3 separate regions of the Mus musculus genome follow, and all the other regions are linked to region 1. A link is a contact called in public HiChIP or PLAC-seq and promoter capture Hi-C data. All regions are on one chromosome and are shown on one strand. The core of a region is the stretch at or near the end of the contact, and the rest is flanking DNA. Distances in the headings are between cores, read along the strand shown.

Region 1 (4,003 bases), core at 912-3,411:
GCCTTCACTGGGAGAGGATGTGCCTAGTCCTGCAGTGACTTGATATGCCAGTGGGGGTGGGGTGGGGTTCCCTTCTTAGAGGAGAAGGGGAGGGGACAGTGGAGGAGGGTCTATATGACAGGAGGATTGGGCAGAAAGAGGGGGCTGCAATTGGGATGTAAAGCAAATAAATAATAGAAAAAAAACCAATATAATACAAAGGTTAAAAGTTTGTTACAGTTTCAGAATTAAGTCTCAAAACTTGGGAGAAACAGCCTTAAAATATACCAATATTTATTTTTTTATATAAAAGCAACAATTCAAAACATTTTTTTTTTCTGTTCTTGTGTAAGATCATAGTTCGTGAGTGTTAGTCATGGACATGTCATCTACAAAGCCAAGGGCAGGGATCACTGCATCTCCTTCCACAGAGCGGACACTGCCGCTCATTTCTTCTCTGCTAACATACTTGTGCAGCATGCTGTAGAACTGGTTCTTGGGATTGAATGTGTACAACGCTGAGATTTCCTGCCAGTCTTTACTGCTTGGAGTGTTGCATTCCTTCGGCTTCGAGCACTCAAAGAAACATCTAACATTCTCTTCGGCCAACTGTGTCGCATTCTCTGCAGCTTGATTTTGAAGAATCTGCTTCTCCTTTTCCCAATAGATTTCCCAGAATTTTAACTGCAGATAACTAACCGGAGAGAAGCATCGGGTCACAGACTTAACAAGAAGAAGTAAGATAATAACGGCAGCTATCAGAATCCAACCGAACACCTACAGGAAACAAAACAGGAAGGCAACTTAGTGACTTTTGACATTATAAAAATTTAAAAGCCCGAGATAAAGTATTTACTAAACTATTTACCAGCTTTGATAGTGAACAAGTCTTGTCTTAAGCCCTTTAGAAAAAGAACTGTTGGTAGTAATTATCCTCCACCAGCTGGGCGGCGGTGGCGCACACCTTTAATCCCAGCACTTGGGAGGCAGAGGTAGGCAGATTTCTGAGTTCAAGGCCAGCCTGGTCTATAGCCTGAGTTCCAGGACAACCAGGGCTGAACAGAGAAACCCTATCTCGAAAAAAAAAGAAAAAAGAAAAGAAAAGAAAGAAAGAAAAAAACAAAACAAAAAAACTATCCTCCACCACACACACACACACACAACACAGTACAACAACCCTACTGCTGTTTTAGAAAGTCAACAATAGTCCATTAGTCCAAGTCATGTAAAATATACAAAAAAGAGCTCACGTATCACTCCCCTGTAACTGAAAATGTGGGGCTTCTAGAAAGGGTACTCATTATAAAGAGCATCTCCTCCTCCCGCGCCCCGGGGCTTTCTAAATGTGTGGATAGTGTGTTTGGGGCTGGCAAGATAGGTTCTAATGTAATAATGCTTCTAGTTTTCCCAGAATATACAAAATTCACCTGTCCTGAGGCTTTGCTACACAGTGGAAGGAAACACTAAAGAATAACATAAAAAGTACTTCGGCTCCTACTGAGGGGACAAATTTCCCTATTTAAATATTCAGTCCCTGGTCTAGAGAAAAGTCACTGACTTCCTCGCGCCTCTGAGCCTCCCCATCGCTCCCAGAGCCTGACCTGAGACTGAGCCTTGAGCTGGCTCAGGATCTCCTGCATTTCCACCTTCTGCTTGTTGCAGGGAGCCTGCGGTAGCGTGGCATTGCAGTTGGGGTCGCGGCCCTTGCACAGGTATGGCGCCAAGCGCGCGCTCCCGCTGACAGCACATTGGTAGAAAGAGCCCTCGAGCAGCGCCACGGCCACCCAGGTGAGGGGCGCGAATGCCGCGGTCATGCTGAGCTGGGCGCACACGAACGCGCTGCGCAACCCCGAACTGAATCGCGCGCTCCGGGAGCAGCAGCCGGTGAGCAGGCGCCATGTGCGCGCGCTCAGCGCATATCCCAGGAGGAAAAGCGCGAGGGCAGGCACCAGCAGGAACACCAGGCCGTAGGGCAGGTTCCAGGTGGCAGTGCAGGGACACTGGAACACCACTGAGGAGAAGATCTTCTCCCCACCAGCCGTCAGTAGGGTCACCAGGCTATAGCCCAGGGCGTTGCGGTGCTTTCTCTGCAGGTCCAGCACTGCCTTGAACTTTTCCATGGGTTCTGCTCACACTGGACACCCCACAGGCTCTGCTTCTCAGGAAGGTTGAGTGAACCGTGTACTGTACTTTACATCGTGCTTTGAAGCAACTTTCAAAAAGGAAACCCTTCCGGGTTTCACTTTCTTTTTTTTCAATCACACCAGTTCTGGTAAAGTCCCACAAATAAAGTCCCTGTGATCTTTGATCTCCTAAGATCCACTCCACATCCCAAGACTGTAGGGAGCAGAAAAGTCCTGAGCAAAGAGAAGATCTGAATGACTGTGTATCTCAACATGGGCAGCCTGTGAGACTGATTGGTCCATGTAAATTCGCAGGAGCCATTACCCGTACAGGTCACAGTCAAAAGTAACAGCAAAGCTGTCCTTGGGAGTCTGAGTATGTTTATAAACAGTTGACCGGTGCATGTAAAACTAGCAATTGCAGCCTTCTCCTGGAAGTTTATAGGCTGTGACTTCTGCCCTACAGAGATGGCTTCCCAATCTAACCCCTTTTCCGTGCTGTACCTAATATACAAGCTAAGGGGAGACCCACCTGACCCCCGCCTCATTGTGTCTGCATGCCTGCTCCTTTTTCGTTCTTTCTTAGCCCCTAGCCAGCCTTCCAGGATCCAAACTGCAAAGGACAGAGCAGAAGGCTGAGGTCCCAGTCACATGACTCCCTCAGTTCTGGAACGCTTTCAAGAAAACTCCGGTTCTGTTTCTTTGCTTTCCTCCAACCCAAAGTGACCTCTTACAGTGTAGGCAGATGACCAAGCTCGGAAAACTTCTGAATTTTTCTCTATTGCAGCAGCCCTAATGCCAAAGCCAAGTCCCAGTTACAAAAACCCACAACATTTACAGGAAACAGGAACATTTCATTTTTCTTTCATAAGCTAAACCACAGTAAAACTGAGAGTGAGAGATGTCTTTAATCCTAGCCTTTAATCGTAGCATTGGGAAGGCAGAGACAGACAGGTGGATCTCTGTGAGTTCAAAGCTAGCCTGATCTATATCTGGAATTCCAGGGCAGCCAAAACTCTACCGTGAGACCAACCCTGTTCCAAAACAAAACAAACAACAACAGCACAGAAACCAAAGCAGAATGCTAGTTAAACCAAACAGTTTTTAAGTTGAAGCTACATCTAACATGACTCCTGTTTTCATTCCCCTCCTGGTAGTTCTTCTGATACAAACTCTAAGCAAGGCTGTGACATTGAACTCTACTATTTCATAACTCCCAATGAAGTGGAGAAAGCTAGAAAGAGCACGAGCTTTGAGCTCAGGCATTCTGTAAGTCCAGCAGCTGATGAGAAAACTGCATTTGGTGCATGTACATGGCAGAAAGAGTGATCAGTTTGGCAGGTTACAACTTACTCTCCTTTTCCCTGAGAATGTACAACAGTTAACTTTATTGCATATCATTTAAGGCTCCAAATGTGTTCACAGTTTTAGGCCAAGGAATAGGCACAGGCACTTCGTACTACTCAAAATAATTCATATGGCCCTTAGCCCAACACAAGGATGGCATCCACACAGAGCTTGAGTAGATAGTTTGTGAAGCGAGGGAGCCATGCAACCGGGGGAACCAGCCCAGAGCCAGAGAGGCCTAGGCATGTCCCAACCCCCAAAATCTCATTCTGAGACCCGCAGGAGCAGGACTGCTCCCTGCCTGCCCTGGATCTGCATATCCAAGTGCATATAGCCTTCCACCCTATACCTCTGCCACCCTTGAAGTGGCCACATAGCCTGGTGGCCAGGTTAAACTTCCTCTTTCCTTATAGGGACATGTCCAGCAAGCACGTGGAATTCCTCTTCATGCAAATAAAGCATTTCCAGCACCCTGACCCTGGCCCATGATGTACACTCACCCAGAAAGCCTTTATCCAACTCCCCAAATAATAGCCTTTGTTCCCCCACAATTA
Region 2 (4,692 bases), core at 2,178-4,677, 90 kb before region 1:
TATCCAGGATACTTCAGAGAAAGCTCAAAGGCTAGGTTCTCTGATGGCAAAAAGGACAGCATTCTGTAATAATCGTTATCGCTTGTTTTGCCTGTAATGACCTGCTTTTTGCTTTGGGGGACAGAAGAACGATGCTTTGGGCTTTATCTTCAAGGGGGAAAAACTCTTCTCGAGGAATTTCAGTTACTTTCCTAAATAAATACGCTTGTTTCTTAAGTGACTTCAAATAAAAGAATGGCAGCGTAGTCTTTCCAATAGCAAGCCCACTTGATGTATGAAACTTATATGCTCCATAAAGTCCCACAGAAATTGAGAATCTTGAGAATCCTTGAAAAATGACAGCCAAGGGTTACACAGTGAAACCCTGACTCGAAAAACAAAACAAAACCAACAACAAATTATATATATATATATATATATATATATATATATATATATATATATATATATATATATATATATATATATTTGCTGGCTGTGGTGGTGCATGCCTTTAATCCCAGCAGTTGGGAGGCAGAGGCAAGTGGATCTCTTTGAGTTTGAGATCAGCCTGAGCTACAGAGTGAGTTATAGAAGTAGAAGGCTACACAGAGGAAACTGTGTCTCAAAAAACCAAAGGGAATAAAAAAGAACCATATATGATGAAATTGGATTTATAATATACAGTTCTGTTAATGCTAACTACCTTTTAAATTATATTTGTAGCCTTAAAATGAAGCCTACAGGTCCAGAGTGATATATTTCCACAATGCCAGTACTGAGTCAGATGAGGCAGGAGAATCATTAATTCAGTATAAGTCTGAGCTATACAGTGAATCCTAGTCTGAAAAGAGACAGAGAGATGGAAAGAGAAGTATCTATGGATCCAATAAAGTTAATATGAGCTCTTATTTTTGCAGTTCTTGTCCCCTTAAAGTTGGACTACATTGTATTTTATTTACAAACTATTATAGAGATAGATAATATATAAATGATTGACAGAAAGATAGATAATTGATAGGTAGAAAGATGATAGTTCAAAGAGCAACAGTTTTGCCTAAACTGGTCAAGGGAAGATACAATCTTGTACTAGACACACCCTTGAAGAGGTCTTGGATTCCTAAACTCTTGAGATGAGTTGGTATGTGCCACCATCATACCACACAATCACCACTATAATAAATTTCTATAGACTCTGTGGTTTTAAGAAATGCAAATTTGTCATCTTGTAATTCATAAAAACTATATAGAATCCTTACTAGTCTGACACAGTTCTCTGTAGGTCAAAATAAAGATGTCGGCAGGGCTGTGTTCCTTCTGCCGGCTCTCAGAAAGAGTCTACGTCTTTGCCTGTTTGTAGAGGATGCCCACATACTTTAGCTCATGGCCCTGTTTGTCAGGGATGATGGACACTCAGTAATGACTCTTTCTTCTCCTGTCTGGCAATACCAAATTGAAATATTTCCTCCAGATTACAGGATCCACAAGACTCGGAGTTTAAGCAATTCAAGGATCCCAGGAAACCTCTAAACTTACCTGATTCACAAGACCTCTCCTACCCAAAAGTTACATAAGCAGTAAAGATGGTGCAGAAAGATCCAGGGGTGGAGGCTCTGTGAGTCGTCACCCATGTGGACCGGGGCTTTAGGGTGATGCACTTCCTATGAGCAACCCCTCACCTATAATCCTATGAGCAGTTCCAATAAATTCCTTGGCTTGCCAAGTTGAACTTGGTAGAATTTTTTGGTCTGTTTATTGTTACTGCCCTGTCTGTGTTGAGCGGACATAGTTTGTGATTCCTTGAGAGTAGCCCAACATTTTCCCTGACTGATTCCTCCTGTGGAGAAATGACTCGAGACTCTACAGGACTTGATCTCCTCATCTAAAAGTACTCGTGTCAAATCTTCCAAGTGTCTTTCCCATCAAAATAACACTGATGAATTACAAGGACTAGAGTCTTGGAATATAAACCCCGTGGCATGTAAGTGTGTCTGTCCATATGTTTAATTTTGAAGGAGATTTATTCAATATAGATTTTCGCAGAACTACTCTTCAAATAAGTCTGTGTTCCAAGTAGGAGTTCACTCAACAACTCTTACAACTTAATCATTCTTTCCTGTCTCATACAAAGGAAAATTAAAGTTCCAGAGAGGCTGACATTCATAAGGTCATATGAGTAATGAGTGACAGTGCTTCTCTGAACTCCATGTTAACCCTTCATAACTATGGCCTTCTGAAAGAAACAAGATTATAGTGCTGTCCTGGACCTTTCATGTGTGTGTGTGTGTGTGTGTGTGTGTGTGTGTGTGTGAGAGAGAGAGCGAGAGAGAGAGAGAGAGAGAGAGAGAGAGAGGTGGGAGGGAGGGAGGGAGGGAGGGAGGGTGGGAGAGGAAGAGGGAGAGAAAAAGAGAACCTGAGACTCCAGGACAGGGGTGGTGGTAATTCTGAAAGTGTTTTTTTCAAGTTGGAAATATTTGCGTAGATTTACTGATGGAGCATTTCAAACCCCTCATGTTGCTGTTTTAAATGTCTTAATGTTTGGAATGCTTCAGACTTCATATCTTTGTAATGCTCCATATGTACTGCAGTCACCCACTACAGATAGTGCACATACTCATAGAAACCACTAGGTGGCAACAGAGGAAACCATACATGAAAGCTGCAGTCTCCCTAGATGCTGAGATTAAAGAAGATTCATCATTCTTGGAGTTTAGAACAGCCAAATGAGTTCCACTAAGGACGATGCAGTTCACCCGTTTAGAACCACCGTGCGCTATTCCATCCAGGGTCACATCTGTAGACATGTTAACTTCCAGTTCACACAACCAGTTTTAAACCTGCCTGTTTCCCAAGCCTGGCACTCTGCTCTTTCTTGATCGCATACTAATACTTGGTATGCTGCATGTTGAACCTAAAATTGTGTCTATGCATTTGTGGCTTTTTGAGCTAGAAAACATATTTGTACTCTGCATTCAGAATGCCGTTAATTAGTTATATGATTTAAAAATGTAAAGGTCTGTTTGTGTTTGCCTTTTAGTACAAACTAGATGCGAAAGAACAGTAAGCCCACGCTGTTGTTTCTTTTTTCTTTTTCTTTTAAAAAAAAGAGTGCAAGAGAAAGTGATATAGATCTCATTGGACTGGAGTTGCATGTGGTTAGAAACTACCAGGTGTGGGTGCTGGCAAAAGAATGCAGATCCTCGGGAAAAGCAACAAGCGCTATTAAACCCTGAGCCCCCACATGGCTGTTTCTAATTGCAGTCATTACCTTAAATTTTTAAACAAAAACACAGCTGGAATGAGTACAGAATCAAGGAGAATGATGAAGCATAAGTAAGGTCTGTGCAATTCAGCTTTGCTAGAGTAAAGGAGTCAGAAACAGCCAGAGCTAAGCTTTGGGTTTATTTTTCTCCTGGGAAGGCGGTGGTCTGAATCCTGGTGGAGTAGTGGAGCAGACAAAGGAGAAGTCAGCGAGTCTATCTCTGCCAAGCCACAGAAATTGATGTGCCAGCCAAAAGAACTTGGCAGCAAAAATACAAGGTAGGTGTTAGCGCATATAATTGATTTTAATTATATGCTTTATAATTACCTAAACCCATTAAGCATAAAGGAGAGGAAGGCCATGTTCTTTTTTTTTTTTTTTTTTTTTTTTTTTTTTTTTTTTTTTTTCCCATTTTTTATTAGGGATTTAGCTCATTTACATTTCCAATGCTATACCAAAAGTCCCCCTTACCCACCCACCCCCACTCCCCTACCCACCCACTCCCCCCCTTTGGCCCTGGCGTTCCCCTGTACCGGGGCACACAAAGTCTGCGTGTCCAATGGGCCTCTCTTTCCAGTGATGGCCGACTAGGCCATCTTTTGATACATATGCAGCTAGAGTCAAGAGCTCAGGGGTACTGGTTAGTTCATAATGTTGTTCCACCTATAGGGTTGCAGATCCCTTTAGCTCCTTGGGTACTTTCTCTAGCTCCTCCATTGGGAGCCCTGTGATCCATCCATTAGCTGACTGTGAGCATCCACTTCTGTGTTTGCTAGGCCCCGGCATAGTCTCACAAGAGACAGCTACATCTGGGTCCTTTCGATAAAATCTTGCTAGTATATGCAATGGTGTCAGCGTTTGGATGCTGATTATGGGGTGGATCCCTGGATATGGCAGTCTCTACATGGTCCATCCTTTCATCTCAGCTCCAAACTTTGTTTCTGTAACTCCTTCCATGGGTGTTTTGTTCCCACTTCTAAGGAGGGGCATAGTGTCCACACTTCAGTCTTCATTTTTCTTGAGTTTCATGTGTTTAGGAAATTGTATCTTATATCGTGGGTATCCTAGGTTTTGGGCTAGTATCCACTTATCAGTGAGTACATATTGTGTGAGTTCCTTTGTGATTGTGTTACCTCACTCAGGATGATGCTCTCCAGGTCCATCCATTTGGCTAGGAATTTCATAAATTCATTCTTTTTAATAGCTGAGTAGTACTCCATTGTGTAGATGTACCACATTTTCTGTATCCATTCCTCTGTTGAGGGGCATCTGGGTTCTTTCCAGTTTCTGGCTATTATAAATAAGGCTGAAAGGCCATGTTCTTAATGAAAAAAATTTACCCAGCTAGCTGCTGAACAAAAGAATACATGAAAAGAGGGTGGGGTATCGATTTATTTCATTTGAAATAGATGATACACAATGCAATAAAATATCAAGTATATATGCTATTA
Region 3 (4,205 bases), core at 879-3,378, 94 kb after region 1:
ACAGAAAGGGGGAGGGGAGAGGAGAGAGGGAAGGGACCAGAGAGAGAGTAGTATTGAGCATGGAGATTTTATCTTTTTAAATGTGATCTATAGAGATTGAAATGAACCTTAAAGGCCAATAGAAACTTGGAAAAATGAGATTATATGTATTGATAAATATCCGATGATGGGACTTAATATTTCCATAACTCCAGACTGCCAGTGTGAGCAGGAAACCTAGAAAAGTGTGAGGTAATGCAATGATGACTCCCAGGTTCAAGCAGCATTGAGATTAACATTCCACAAGTCCTCACCATTCACAGCGGATGAAAAAGCATTGTGGTTACAAAATCAAGTTCCTAAATGCACACAAAACTGAGTGTCCAAACTGCTTTGTAAGGACTTTGGGCTTATTAAGAATAATCTAAGCCAGGTGGTAGTGTCACATGTCTTTAATCCCAATACTTAGGAGACAGAAGCAGGTGGATCTCTGTGGTTCGAGGACATAGTGAGTTCTAGGACAGACAGACAGCTACATAGTGAGACCCTGTCTCAAAAACAAACAAATTTAAATTTAACATCATTTTGACAACTCCATGTATTTCTACAATATAGTGTTTATATTACAACTCACTAGCTCCACTTACCAGCCTCCTACTCCTGATGACTCTCCTTTCTTCCTGAATAACTCTCTTTCTACTTTCATACCTGTTTCATACTGTATTTAATTAGCGTTTCTTGTATAAGCATGGATGGGGTCATTCTACTGGAATATGAGGCTACACCACTCTAGACAATGGAACACCTTCCCCTGGCAACCATTAGCTTCTGAAAGCTCCTGGAGAAAGGGTTTGGCTCCATAACCTCTCACTCCAGACCCATGATGGAATGTTAAAGAACCCACATTTGATGGGTCTTATGTAGTTATCCATAACTGCTAGAGTGTTCAAATTCAGAAACTAGTATTTCATAACACACACACACACACACACACACACACACACACACACACACACACACCATCCACTGGCTCTTAAATTCTCTCCAGTGCCTTTTCTACAAGGTTCCCTGGGCTTTGGGAGTGTGTTATAGATGCCCCATTTAGGACTGGGCACTCAATAGTCATTTATTCTCCCTCCACTTTCCACAAGGTGAGAGTCTCTGAATTAGTCATCACTGGTGGAGAAAGAGGCTCTCTGAACAGGGCTGAGAGCAGTGGTAGTCTACCAATATGAGTTACTTAGAAGGCAGTTTACCTATCTGTCCATTTAGCAAAACACGAGTAGATTTCTGCCCCTGGCTGACAGGCCTTTCTCTCTCTTGCATGTTTTCCTCCCTTGTTAAGCACTACTAAATATTTCAGAAAGCATGTTACCATTCTATGAGGCAAAAATAATGAAGTTTTTAATTAATTAGAAATTAACATAATGCAGCACAAAGCCATTGTGATATATTTAGAGGCTAAAACACATGACAGTCAGTTACAAAAGTAGCCCTTAAGGATTTAAATTTGGGGCTGGCGAGGTGGCTCAGTGGGTAAGAGCACCCGACTGCTCTTCCAAAGGTCCAGAGTTCAAATCCCAGCAACCACATGGTGGCTCACAACCATCTGTAACAAGAACTGACTCCCTCTTCTGGTGTGTCTGAAGACAGCTACAGTGTACTTACATATAATAAATAAATCTTAAAAAAAAAAAAGACTCTAGTACTTTAAAAAAAAAAAAGAATTTAAATGTGGCTGAAGAAATGGCTCAGATGTTAACAGCACTGGCTGAGCTCTTCTAAGGGTTCTGAGCTCAATTCCCAGCAACCACATGGTGGCTCACAACCATTTGTAATAGGATCTGAAGCCATCTTCTGGTGTGTCCGAAGAGAGTGACAGTATACTTACATACATAAAATGAATAACTAAATCTTCTTAAAAAGGAATTAAAATGCAAGTTTGCTGGATCGTTACCATGTTTCTTAAGTAAAGAATGAGAGTTTGACGATCTGAGGATGGCACAGCAGGCTCATTTTCACTTCCATCACACTGCAAACACTGCTCTCAGGTACAGTAAGGGTTAATTTACTGCTGCCAGAATAGCTGGGTGTGGGCCAGCATCATCATCTTGACTTCCTGAAGGGCTCTGGGCTTCAGAGGGAGGGAAACATTTCACATTCCTGCTATAGGAAGTTCTCAGTGGTGCTGACCATGTGGAAGGAAAGAGGGACTAAAAAAACAAGCCCAAGTGTCCTACTAACCACTATGTAGACACAGTATTGACTTAAACCCATGAAGGCAGCTGTTTATGGATGGGCATGAGTCTGCACATTCTACAGAAAATAGCACAATTTAGAACAGAGACTGGAATGTTTTCTAAAGCAGGATTCAGCTTCCCACCACCACCAAAAACAAACAAACAAACAAACAAACAAAACAAAACAACAATCCAGATGATATGCCAGGAAAATCTTTATATAATTAATCTATGTTCGTCATGTCTAAAGTCATGGGAAACACTTAAGAGCTATTTTTAATAGTTTTATGAGGTGAGTTTCACCTTGTGCTTCTGGGTGCCCAGGAAATCACTCTGTCAACCAAGGTGGCTTGTTGTGTTGTTCTGCCTCCTGAGTGGCTCAAGCCACCATGACATACTTTTTGTTTGTTTTTGGAAGGAAAGTTGTAGTGTTTACATTAACAACCATATGTATGTAAAGCATAGCTTATTCGGAGAATAATTAATGAAGGTCTGAGATGTGGAGTCTTATCCTCTGCTGTTTAAGGAACTGTACTGAATGTCAGCCAGCTTTTGACTCCTAGGTTCTTGGTTCATTACGTGAGTAGACTCTATATCAGTGAGTCTTTGCATTATGTTTTCCTTAAGATTTATTTATTTATTTTATGTATATGAGTACACTATAGCTGACTTCAGACACACCAAAAGAGGTTGTCAGATCCCATTACAGGTGGTTGTGAGCCTCAATATGGCTGCTGGAAATTGAACTCAGGACCTCTGGAAGAGCAGTCAGTACTCTTAACTGCTGAGCCATCTCTCCAACCCAGGTCTTTGAATTATTAATTCCCACTCATTGCCTTTTTTTTTTTTTTTGAGAATAATTTGGTAGAATTTCATGATCTTGCAAAGTTAAAATTTGATTTTCATGTTGATTTATACAGAGTTTGCTCAAGTCAGCATTTATAATATAAAAAGAATGACTTTTCTCATGGTGCTTGTTCGGATTTTGTCTAGGCTCCACCCCACAATTACCGGGCAACAGCCAAGCTTGCCTGACTCACTATAAAAGGAGCTTCTTGCCCCCTTTCTTTCTCCTTTCCTCTCTCTCTCTGTCTCTCTCTGTCTCTCCCCCCTCTCTCTCTTTTTTGCTATTCCTCTGTCCTCTTCCTCCTGCTGCACCTCTCTTTCCATTCCCCTCCCTGCTCTCTCCACGTGCTCATGGCCGACCTCTACTCCTCTACTCTCTCTCTCTCTCTCTCTGCTTTTCTCTGTCTCCACTATCCTCTCAACTCCCCTCCCCATGACCTGAATAAACTCTATTCTATACAATACCATCGTGTGGCTGGTCCCTCAGTGATAAGGGATACCTTGGCATGGGCCTGCAGAGGCACCCTTCCCCCACTCCTGACTGCACATCCACAAACACATTCCTCCTCTACAGCAGTGCTTATTCATAAGGAGCTTACATGCAAAGACATATGCAGGTCCCCCAGAAAATGCAGACCATATTGCAATGGCCTTTACATAGTTCTTCACCACATCTTATTTTTAAATGCCTTTAATCCCAGCACTTGGGAGGCAGAGACAGGTGGATTTCTGAGTTTGATGCCAGCCTCGTCTACAAAGTGAGTTCCAGGACAGCCAGGGCTATACAGAGAAACCCTGTCTCGAAAAAAAAAAAAAAAAAAAAAAGGCAAAAAACAGACAAACAAGCAAAAACAAAAAACAAAAAACAAAAAAACAACAAAAGAATATTAGTGCCTCATCAGTTTCTAATTGTCTTACTATTCTATATTCTTAAAACAGAAATCACTTTATAAAAATTGAAAATTAATTTTCAATCTGAGTTAATTACTCTTTCTTTAAATTGAAAATATATTTCTACCCCCAGCCAAACAATATATTCTGGTTTTGGTTTCCTCTCCCCCTCTCTCCCTCTCCCCCTCTCCCCTACCTCCTCCCAGATTCTAGCTGTCTCCCACCCACCCAAATCCACATCCTTGTTCT

The links. Promoter capture Hi-C pulls out the DNA fragments that hold promoters and counts their contacts. HiChIP or PLAC-seq counts read pairs in DNA pulled down with a chosen protein or histone mark.
Region 2: a promoter capture Hi-C map of second pharyngeal arch cranial neural crest shows a contact between it and region 1. The contact joins the promoter of Trappc3l here to the promoter of Calhm6 in region 1. A contact is called at or near these places in 18 of 39 promoter capture datasets (the 3T3-L1 cell line, the C10 cell line, the HPC-7 cell line and 12 more), 1 of 15 datasets of contacts at CTCF or cohesin (pro-B cells), 8 of 484 Hi-C or Micro-C datasets (CD4 T cells, Th1 cells, bone marrow-derived macrophages and 5 more), 4 of 115 datasets of contacts at active chromatin or transcription factors (CD8 T cells, effector CD8 T cells, memory CD8 T cells and 1 more) and 4 of 9 other capture datasets (adipose tissue, liver, macrophages and 1 more).
Region 3: a contact with region 1 is called in an H3K27ac HiChIP or PLAC-seq map of embryonic stem cells, with 5 read pairs. The contact joins the enhancer-like site here to the promoter of Calhm6 in region 1. A contact is called at or near these places in 5 of 39 promoter capture datasets (the 3T3-L1 cell line, the C10 cell line, the HPC-7 cell line and 2 more), 4 of 484 Hi-C or Micro-C datasets (bone marrow-derived macrophages, cerebral cortex, embryonic stem cells and 1 more), 6 of 115 datasets of contacts at active chromatin or transcription factors (CD8 T cells, the HPC-7 cell line, bone marrow-derived macrophages and 3 more) and 2 of 9 other capture datasets (adipose tissue and liver).

The regions. Positions count from the first base shown.
Region 1 is chr10:34,125,811-34,129,813 of GRCm38.p6, forward strand. Calhm6 (calcium homeostasis modulator family member 6) reads right to left here and starts at 2,162. Exons shown (of 2, transcript NM_175449.4): 1 at 1,581-2,162; 2 at 257-756. The coding sequence starts at 2,099. The coding sequence ends at 334.
Region 2 is chr10:34,034,170-34,038,861 of GRCm38.p6, forward strand. It overlaps Trappc3l (trafficking protein particle complex 3 like), which reads left to right and starts at 3,428. Exons shown (of 7, transcript NM_001162937.1): 1 at 3,428-3,519. Calhm4 (calcium homeostasis modulator family member 4) reads right to left here. Exons shown (of 2, transcript NM_001081165.1): 2 at 4,615-4,692.
Region 3 is chr10:34,220,298-34,224,502 of GRCm38.p6, forward strand. No RefSeq gene overlaps it. Among named protein-coding and RNA genes, the nearest start is that of Dse, 15 kb to the left of the region's middle. Within about 2 kb of position 2,129, at least 7 of the 459 cell types and tissues checked have an H3K27ac peak or open chromatin away from gene starts, as enhancers often do. A contact at or near this core is called in embryonic stem cells, where this site is marked.